2 separate regions of the Mus musculus genome follow, and region 1 is linked to region 2. A link is a contact called in public HiChIP or PLAC-seq data. All regions are on one chromosome and are shown on one strand. The core of a region is the stretch at or near the end of the contact, and the rest is flanking DNA. Distances in the headings are between cores, read along the strand shown.

The links. HiChIP or PLAC-seq counts read pairs in DNA pulled down with a chosen protein or histone mark.
Region 1: a contact with region 2 is called in an H3K27ac HiChIP or PLAC-seq map of extraembryonic endoderm stem cells, with 6 times the contacts expected there. The contact joins two enhancer-like sites. A contact is called at or near these places in 4 of 115 datasets of contacts at active chromatin or transcription factors (cardiomyocytes, differentiating embryonic stem cells, embryonic stem cells and 1 more).

The regions. Positions count from the first base shown.
Region 1 is chr1:73,680,067-73,684,750 of GRCm38.p6, forward strand. The region is part of intron 6 of 6030407O03Rik (RIKEN cDNA 6030407O03 gene); the gene reads right to left. Among named protein-coding and RNA genes, the nearest start is that of Gm29183, 140 kb to the right of the region's middle. Within about 2 kb of position 2,990, at least 24 of the 459 cell types and tissues checked have an H3K27ac peak or open chromatin away from gene starts, as enhancers often do. A contact at or near this core is called in extraembryonic endoderm stem cells, where this site is marked.
Region 2 is chr1:72,927,513-72,931,883 of GRCm38.p6, forward strand. No RefSeq gene overlaps it. Among named protein-coding and RNA genes, the nearest start is that of Gm51633, 7.2 kb to the right of the region's middle. Within about 2 kb of position 2,154, at least 23 of the 459 cell types and tissues checked have an H3K27ac peak or open chromatin away from gene starts, as enhancers often do. A contact at or near this core is called in extraembryonic endoderm stem cells, where this site is marked.

The sequences.
Region 1 (4,684 bases), core at 1,740-4,239, 750 kb after region 2:
GAAGTGTAAAAAAAAAAAAATTCACTCCATAAATCCTCCTGCTTGTGAACATAGATGGATAGTCATGAGGTAGAAGGCAAGTTGGGTAAGTACTATGGGCCAATTTGCATCCCTTCCTTCTGTCTTCATTCCAGGTTCAGGCAGTTTTCCTTGGGCTCCACTTCTTCCTGCTTCTGAGGGTCAGTCAACCAAGTCATTTTCTTCTAACTCCTCCCTCCCTCCAAACACTTTGCTTCCTAAAACAAAGACATAGTTAGACAGAAAGACAATCCATTAGTGGACCCACTGTCAGGGCTGAGTCCATCTGCATGGGTAGAATATTTTCAATGAAAACTGGTCCTTTGTGCCTCCAGAGCCCTGCACTCTATAGAAATGACACTGAAAAAGCAGAGATTCCCTATTCAGATTTGGCCTACAAATCTGTCCTAGTAGGAGCTAGGGGAAAATGAGAAATAGAGGTGCTTCTATTTGGGGAATCCAACAAGAAAGCAAGTGACCAAGACCTCCATCACCAGGAGAAGAGACAAAAAGCAGAATGAAGAATGAGACAAGACTGACCTCTGGATTAAGTCCAAGGTGCCTAGAAGCTGAAAGCCACCCTCACTTTCCTGGCTAGAAACCCCAAAGAGTGATCAAATCTGGATAACAATCATAAAGGCAGGGGTCGCCCCAGCCTCCCTTTCCCTCCTCACACACTAGCTCTACAGATCCTTCAGGCCCCACCGCCTCCCACTGGAAAACTCATCTGGAGTAGAAAACAAGAAAGCATATGTGGCAAGTAAACTGAGTTTCTCAAGGAGGAAATAGATTGCGTGTGGCAAAAGAAAGATCAAGAAGATGGAATTTTTTAGGACAGAAGAGAGGGAATAGGTGTGTGGAGTTTTTAATCTGAGTAGAAGGGCCAGCAAGTCAATCCAAGCCGTCGTGTACTGATTCAAGAGTGAAGCTCTGCACCTGCCTGAAGAGGGTAAACATTCCATGCCATAGATAAGTGGCCACAACCCTGCATATGGAGCAAGATGCCTAAGTCTTATTCCCATCACTGTGGCTGCCTCTCTGTGGGACTCTACTTCCCTCTGTACAATAGACAACAACAGTTCTTTAGCACAGTTCACTTTAATATAAATTGTAGGGTAAAAGCCATGGTATTTTGTACATCTTAAAAAGCAGGAATGATAATGCCTGAACCAAGATTTACCAATAAATTTAATTAATTAATCAATCAATTAATTTAAATAAAGCAGAAGTCTTCAGTATGGAGCAATGGAACTAGATAAAGGATCAAGAAGAGCAAGCCTGGGGTCTTCTTTGAGGGAGGAAGAGGAGGAGGTGTAGGAAGGAGGACTCAGAAGTAGGAAAGTCATCAAAATCTGAAGCAAGAAGATGTGACAAAGTAATCAACTGTGTCAAGCGGCTTTCTTAAGGAATTGGGTCTGATCTTTTTCACTACTGTGTATCTCCCTGAAGACAAAGAGCAGGCAGCACAGAAAATAAGCATTAGAGAAGAATATGCAAATGACCCGCAAAATCATATATACGTGTGTAAATATATATAATATTACATATTAATATAATATATTATATATGGGGACATTTATTGTGGTAAAGGGAACAGAGGCACTCATCTGTTCCTCTCAGGTGGTTTGCTATGTAATAATGAACATACCTCCCTAGCTACAAGGCAACATTTATCCAAATCTCTAATAACTTGGGTTCAGAGGGTGTGGACTATGGATCCAGTCAGTCTTGTGTAACTGGTTCCAAGGGGGACTGTGGAGGAGGAGTGGGGGTGGCACATCCATCAGCACATAGATTGCCTCCTCCTGCAGCCTGAACTGCCTTGCACCAGTCAAGGACTGAGAAGTTCATTTCAAAAGAATCCCACCTGTCACTTGAAAACCTTTCAGGCCAACAACACCTCAAGCAAACCGCCTCCAACATCAAATACTTGTGGCAAGCCCTTTGAGTGCAAATCCTGGGCTGGACCCTAGGAGAGCTAACAGAAGATAGGGCATTTAAACATGATAAAAGCCAGAAACTAGAATCCAGCTCTCCACCCTGCAGGGAGGATGGTCTCTTTCATAGTGAGGCCTGGGCAGACCCTGTTCTCATCATAAGAATAAACAGAATGCTGAGAGAGCCCAGTTCATTAATTCTGCACCTCAGAGATCAGAATGGACTTTACAAATGAGTTGCCATCTGAAAGACCTGGCTAGCTAGCGAGGATTTTGACATTTTGGAGGAAAGAAAAATGTATTCCAAGCCGAGTGGACAGCATAAGCAAAACTTTGGTGATGGCAAAGCATACTGGACCCAAGGGATATTTGGTGATCTGGGACCCCAGTCAATAGTCAAATGCAAAGTCAAGAAATGCTTTTGAGCAAAGGATTTGGCTTGGTGCAGAGCTATAAATGTCTGGCTGGGGGGGGGGTCGGGGTAGGGTAGAAAGAGAGGAGAAATATTGCTTGGAAAACTTGCAACACCATCTAGAAGTCACCAGAGTTCTATAGGATAAAGAATCCCAGAGTCTGAAAAGAACTCAAGAGAGAAGCAACACGTAATCACCTGCATGCAGAATCCAAGAGTCACCTCCAGGAAGGAGAGAATAGAGAGATGTTTGCCAGAGTCCGGGGGAGGCTCTAGGAGAGGGGATGAAGAGAGAATGGCCAGTGGGTACAATGTTCCAGACAGATATGAGGAATATGTTCTGGGTGCCATTGCGCATCCCAAGAGACTTCACATGGATGTTTCAAGATATCACAGTGTACTCCATAAACTTACACAGTTGTGATGAGTGAAACTATAGTTCAAAGAAAAGGGTGACTTCAAGGTTTTCCAGAACATACCAATTGAGAACACAGCAGGCACAGGACCTGGGGAGTGAATCGAAGAAAAAGAAATTTTTTTTTAACCAAATTGGTTCTGTCACACAAGCTAAGTGCTAAGAGCAACGGAAAAGGAGACTCATCAGCTGTGAGTCACAGGTCTGTGCTGGAGATCAGGGCACTGTGACTTTTACAGGGGTAGAGTGGGTGTTAGATTCCAAAAGTAGCACATAAGGTCAATGTTGAGCCGAGGCAAAGTGGCCTTTAATAGTCCTTGGAGAGATGAAGAACTCCATGATGAGATCCAGCCACACCAGGAGGTAGGATCTGTGGTGCCTACAGAATAGAGTTGTTATCTAAGACCAAATACAGTTAATGTCACAGTCTGTGCTTGGGACCTGGTACAAGAAAAATTAGAAGCCTGTTTCCTATTACCTGTACAGAGAGTAGTGAGTCTCCTCTTTCCTCCCATCCCTCTGCCCTCTCTCTTTTTCTCTCTTATCACACCAGGTAAGTGTTATGAGCAGACGGAAAAAAAAAGACATCAGAGATGAGAGAGAGAACTAAGGAACAGAAACTCTTGTTAAAGGGGGGCACCAATAAAGGGGAGAGCCTTTCAAAGTGCCAAATCTGTAACTAGGAAAGAGGTGTGGAAGAGGCTCATGATGGAGCTGAGACCACAGGGTCAGGGAATATGCTGAAATGTGAAACCGACATGAATGATGACCACAGGAGCTGGGCTAGAAAAGTGAGTGGAAGACAATGAAAGCATTGAGGGACATTCTTCCCAAAGTTTACCCAGGGCTGAAGCAGCGATAAAGAAATAACTAAGGGCTTGTTTGCAAAGTAAGTTATTCATTAATACTAATAGTAACTAACATGTATTGAACATTAACTGTGTGGTTCAGTTAACTCTTGCTGTGCATCAGTCAGAATATTCAGAGACTTGGAGAAGTCAACTAGATATTCTGAAACCTCATGGCTACTCAGTAGCTGAGAACTGGGTAGTGGCCGTTCTGAACATAGGGCATCACTGTCCCCTGTTGAAACAGAAAGGATTCTGGGTGTTCCACTCCTTAAAATACATAAAGCATTAGTGATGGTTGAGATGTTCTATGGTCTTCTTGTTATGCCCAGAACTTTAACTATCACATTTGGAAAGGGTCCTGAAGAGAGTTCACCCAGATAAAGGATTCACAAATCAATTACCTCCTGCCTCCCCCATTCTTCTGTTCATATGTTTGGACACCTAAGAAGACTCTTCCAGGGTGCAGTGACCTACTCTGTACTGATGACTTTCTATCATGTTAGAAACAGGGAACTATATGAAAGAGATGAATTCTGGGCATCTAAATTCACAGAAAGAAGCTATTTCTTCAACAGCTCCCTGTGAGTATACCTGAAATGCGCTGAAGGGCTTGCAGAGGTGAGGAGAGCAAGCAAACACACCGACCTCCCTTTGTCTACACAGTATGAAATAAGTAAATATAACCAAGAAAGAAGGGTAGCGCTTGATAAAGAAACCACGCAAAGGATTTCAGAAGTCAGATCCTAGTATCTCTGATGTTGCAATACATCAGTACATTAGTTACTGAGCAGGTGTTGGGCCAACAGACCATACAGTCCTACTGGGGATACTGCTATGATATAAAGGCACACACGGTCTAATTCAGAAGTCAGAAACCCTGTAAGGGCTGAAATGGCCAAACAGTTGTTGACAGTGGTCAAACAGACACGTAGGACATGACACATGTATGGAGTTGCTCCATATTGAGAGGATGGGGCATTCTAGGAGAAAGGGCACAGGAACATTCTAGAGTGTGGAACTGATAATACAGTTTTACCAGAGAAGGAAACTG
Region 2 (4,371 bases), core at 904-3,403:
ACACGTCTTTGTCTTTGGGTTCTAAAGGCCACAGCAAGATTGTGTCAAAGCAAGCAGTGGCTTGTCCCACTAAGTCCTACAGGGCTGGATGCTTTCTTTTTTCCCATTCAGCCGTTGGTAGCTGATATCTTTATGGAGCCTGGAGAGTGAGAAAGGGTGGACTTCTCTCCATCTTGGTCCTTATAAGTTCATCCCAGTCTCATGGACTGTAGAAGAGGTACTGAATGGCAGGATGTGTGAGCCCTCCAGTCTAAGGCTGGAAGAGTTCTCTCCTCAGAGACCTTCTTCACAGTTTTGACGATCACCTCTCCAGCAGTCATTCTCTCAACAAAGCAATACCTGCCTCACCCAAGAACACCTTTCCCTTATTTAGGCAACATGCTCTTCTGCACATGTTACAGCCAAGGTCTATTTTGGCATCATACTATAGAGAATAGAAAGCTAGAAGGTGAGTTTTGGCAGAAACAATACACTAACCAACTCTAGCTAATAGTTAAATTTATAAGTTCCCAAGCCTTAAAGAAGGGTAAGACTGAAAAGAAAAATTTTTTTACGACTCCTTCAGTGCAACCTACTTGGAACATGCCCAGACCAGAGGAAGCAAGGTAGAGAGACTGTGGATGTTCAAGACACAGTATGGTATGGTTCTGGGACATGGGATCATCTATGAGTTTATTTTACAGAGGAAATTGGGACTTGAAGGACAGATCCATTAAGTATCGTCAAACACTAAGTGCTTTTGTTAGGAGTCACATTTGTATCTCTTGGCATCTAGGAAGAACTGACCATAATTTACCCGAGACAGAAAGATCCAGGAACTTTCATCGTTTATAATTTAACTTACGAGTCTGTACAGCTTCAGTTTTCATTGCTCTTATTTTATTTGGATCATAAAGACTGCCTTCTGTGTTGTATTTGGACATGGTCTTGAAGGAGCTCAAACCAGGTGACTTCAGTCTTCTCTTCCTGGCCATGAATCATATTGAAGGTTTTCAACATTCTGTCCATGAATTTGGCTTCATCTTAGAAGAAGCCTCCAAAGAAAGAATGTGTATAACATGGAGAAATGTGTGTGGGGTGAGATGAGGGAGAGGTGGCACTGTCCTGGAGAAAGTGTGGATCGTAGGGTAATGAGAACAGGAGGCAACACAAGAAAATTCCACTTGAGATGCAATCACCTACATCCCAAGATGCAATCACCCTCATCCTACCCTCAGTTTCATAAGAGATTCCAAATTCTTTGCCTTAGTGTGGTCGTTGGAAGTAGGGCAGGTGGTGTCTTTCCTGGTTACCAGACTTGAATTATACATTTCTTTTTGCATGGAGCATCCCTGGTGGATCTTCTGGCTCCATACTTATTTCCTTTGCCTCTGATTTTTTTTCTTTTTGGAAAAACAATACATCATCTTCTGTATCTTAGGTTAGCCTTAAACTTGTCATGTAGCCTAGGGTAACTTGGAACTTCTGATCCACACGTCTCTACCTCCCCAGTGCTGGGATTACAGGTATGCATCATCTTGTCTGGTTATATAGAGTTAGATATCAAACCCAGGGCTTTCTATAATATACTAGGCAAACACTCTACCAACTGAGCTACATCTCCAGGGCACCTCTGACTTTCCCATGTACATAAATATGAATAGGTACATATACATTTACACACTTACTCTCTTCTAATTTAAGCTGTGACGAGACTGAGTGGTGCCTATGGGTGGGGGACCTATCCAAAGGTACTGTGTAAAGGACAGTCAGGTGATATCAACCTTCTAGTCACCTGAGAAACCAGGAACCCAGTGGCTGCAGAGTTGGACATGGGATAACTGCAGAAGACACTGGTGAATTGCTCTCTTCTTCTTCTAATCTAATCTGAGGGAACAAAGAAGAGAGTGCTAAAGTCCTCCTGCCTTTGACTCCACTCCGAGGATTCTGTTAGGGGAGGGCAGGTGGGCAGACTCCTAAAGAAGGTGGTGTCAAGGTTGTTGAAACTCAGCCAACATGGCTACTACCCTCCTTCTCAGGACTTAAGAGTTACTTCATAATAGAACGAACCCCTGCCTTTTCTGGATCTGGGCCAGAGGACTATCTCCAAATTTGTCTGTGACTCCTGCTCTGTCACCTGTCCTCAGTGCCACAACAGTGTAGTGGCTGGGACTCAGGGGTAGGAGATACCTTCTCGTACCTGAGTTCTTGTTACAGGCTAATCATTCCAATGGCCAGGCTCTTCCCTGGCCTACAGATATTCTAAATGCCTGGTTTCCTGTACTTATGTGCTTAGTGATCTGAGCAAGGAGGCCAGATTTTTGATCCATTTGCAAAAACCATCTATTCTTGCTCAGGTCTGTAGCCCTTGGCTGCTGTTCCTGGGCTTGGCAGTAACTTTGGTAACTATGTGTGGCCAGTTGCAATGGCAACGATAGCTAATGTTTACGGAGCACTTGATAGGCATCAGGCGCTGTCTGAACAATCCCTGTGCTAACTCAGCCTTCAGCTCTGTTCCACAGGGGCAGTTATATATTAGCTATTTTGCAGATGAAGAGGCTGAAAGGCTCTTGCCCAAGGTCTCCTAAGCCAAGAGCGAGCAGAGACTGCTTCTGAATGTAAGCCAATAGGACTCCAGAGGCCACTCAACCCTGGAGCCCAAAGCTACTATTGTTCTGAGAGAGTGGGGAAAACTCAAGGGAACCTGACCCCAGTATCAGGAAAGGGGTTTGGAGGCCCTGCGGGTGTACCAGGCCACCATCTTGAAGCAGACACATGGCTCATCTGTGTGTTCCCAGTTATCAGTGTGAAGCCCAGCTCCAAGCACAGGAGGCTTGGTTGATTGGCTGTCTTATTGGGTTGGTAAGCACTTGTTACACAGAGTTCCTAGCATTCACAAAGGGATAGGAGGTCTAATGTACTCTATACAAAAGAAGCTGTCTGTGGAGGATGCTCAGCATGGAGCAGGGGTTCTGCCTACCCTTTCTTCCTTATATATTTTTATCATCCTCCTTTTCCAAACACACACATCACTATTCCTATTGTTCTGCCCAAGGGTGTTTCTCTCTGATGCTTAGTTCTAACTCACAGTAGATTCTTTCTTCCTCCACGCCTTGGAGTAGCTGGCTTCCTCAACTCATTCTTTGGGACTGTCAAACAATCATGGAGGAACTCCAAGATTTCAGGACAAAGGCTAGAATGTTTCTGTACACACAAATTATGAAAGAAGAAGAAGAAGAAAAAAAAGGAAAACCCTAGCCTGGGTTTTGAGAAGGTTCTCCTGCTGTTATGAATGATAAGAAGCATTCATATTCTTAGCCTTATAGGTTGGGCCAAAGAAGAATGTACAATGTTGGTAGGTAGACTTGTGAGCACAATGGAACCTTGAGAGCTGGTCAAATGACTGTCAACGTGGATGCTTAGTACATCTGGCTTTCTTTTTGCCTGTGCCAGCTTTCACCCCAAACTAGCTGGACTCCATCAAAGGGATCATGGCTGTAAGCAAAGCGACTCCTTTCCAATTTCAGCTGGCATGAGAGCAAACACATTGTCCTGGAGGCACACCCAGCTTGCCAACTCCAGATGATGGGAAGTGATGTCCAGGGCTCTAGCCTGGACAAGCAGGGCATTCTGGGTATTGACATGCAAATACCCAGGGTACAGCGTGTGTAGGAGGGCAGGGACATTGCCTCCAAGGTTAGGCATTCCCCATTAGATCCTCAATCTCTCTCTCTAAGGCAATGGCTTAAGGCAAGGAGAGCCTGGTATGGTGGAGCACACCAGTGATCGCAGCATTCAAGAGGTTTGAGGCAGGAGAATCTCAGAGGTTTAAGGTTATCCTTAGTTACATACTGAATTTGAGTTCAGCCTAGGCTATGGGAGACCCTGTCTCCAAAATAAAGGGTGGAGGGGGAGGGAGAGTGGGACAGGAGAGGAGAGTTCCAAGAAAAGAGAAGAGAAAGTGGGCCACAGTGGGAACCAGCTGCTAAGAAACAGTGCTGGCTCATGTTTCAGGGGGATGCTTGAGAATGGACTTGGCTAGACCTCAGATGAAGTCTTGGCTGCCCGGGGTGCCCATCAGAAAGTTGTCCCTTCCCTTTCCAGCTGCTACCATCCTGGGGGAGCTGTGTAGGCACACTCTGAGCCTCTTGCTCTATTCCTGCCTCACTGGTACCCAGCATCTTGGAGGCATTCTCTTGGCTTCTCAATGTCCTGTGTCCAGCTCATCCCTCATGTCTTTGTCAGCAGCCTCAAGGTGTGTTGTGCCCAGTAGACCAATGACATACAGTCCTGTGGGCACATTTGGTGACCTTCTCTTGGCCCAATGACCCAAGACAACTCCTGTAGTCTTGTTGCTGCCCCAAATATGGCTTTCAACACAGTTATCCAGTG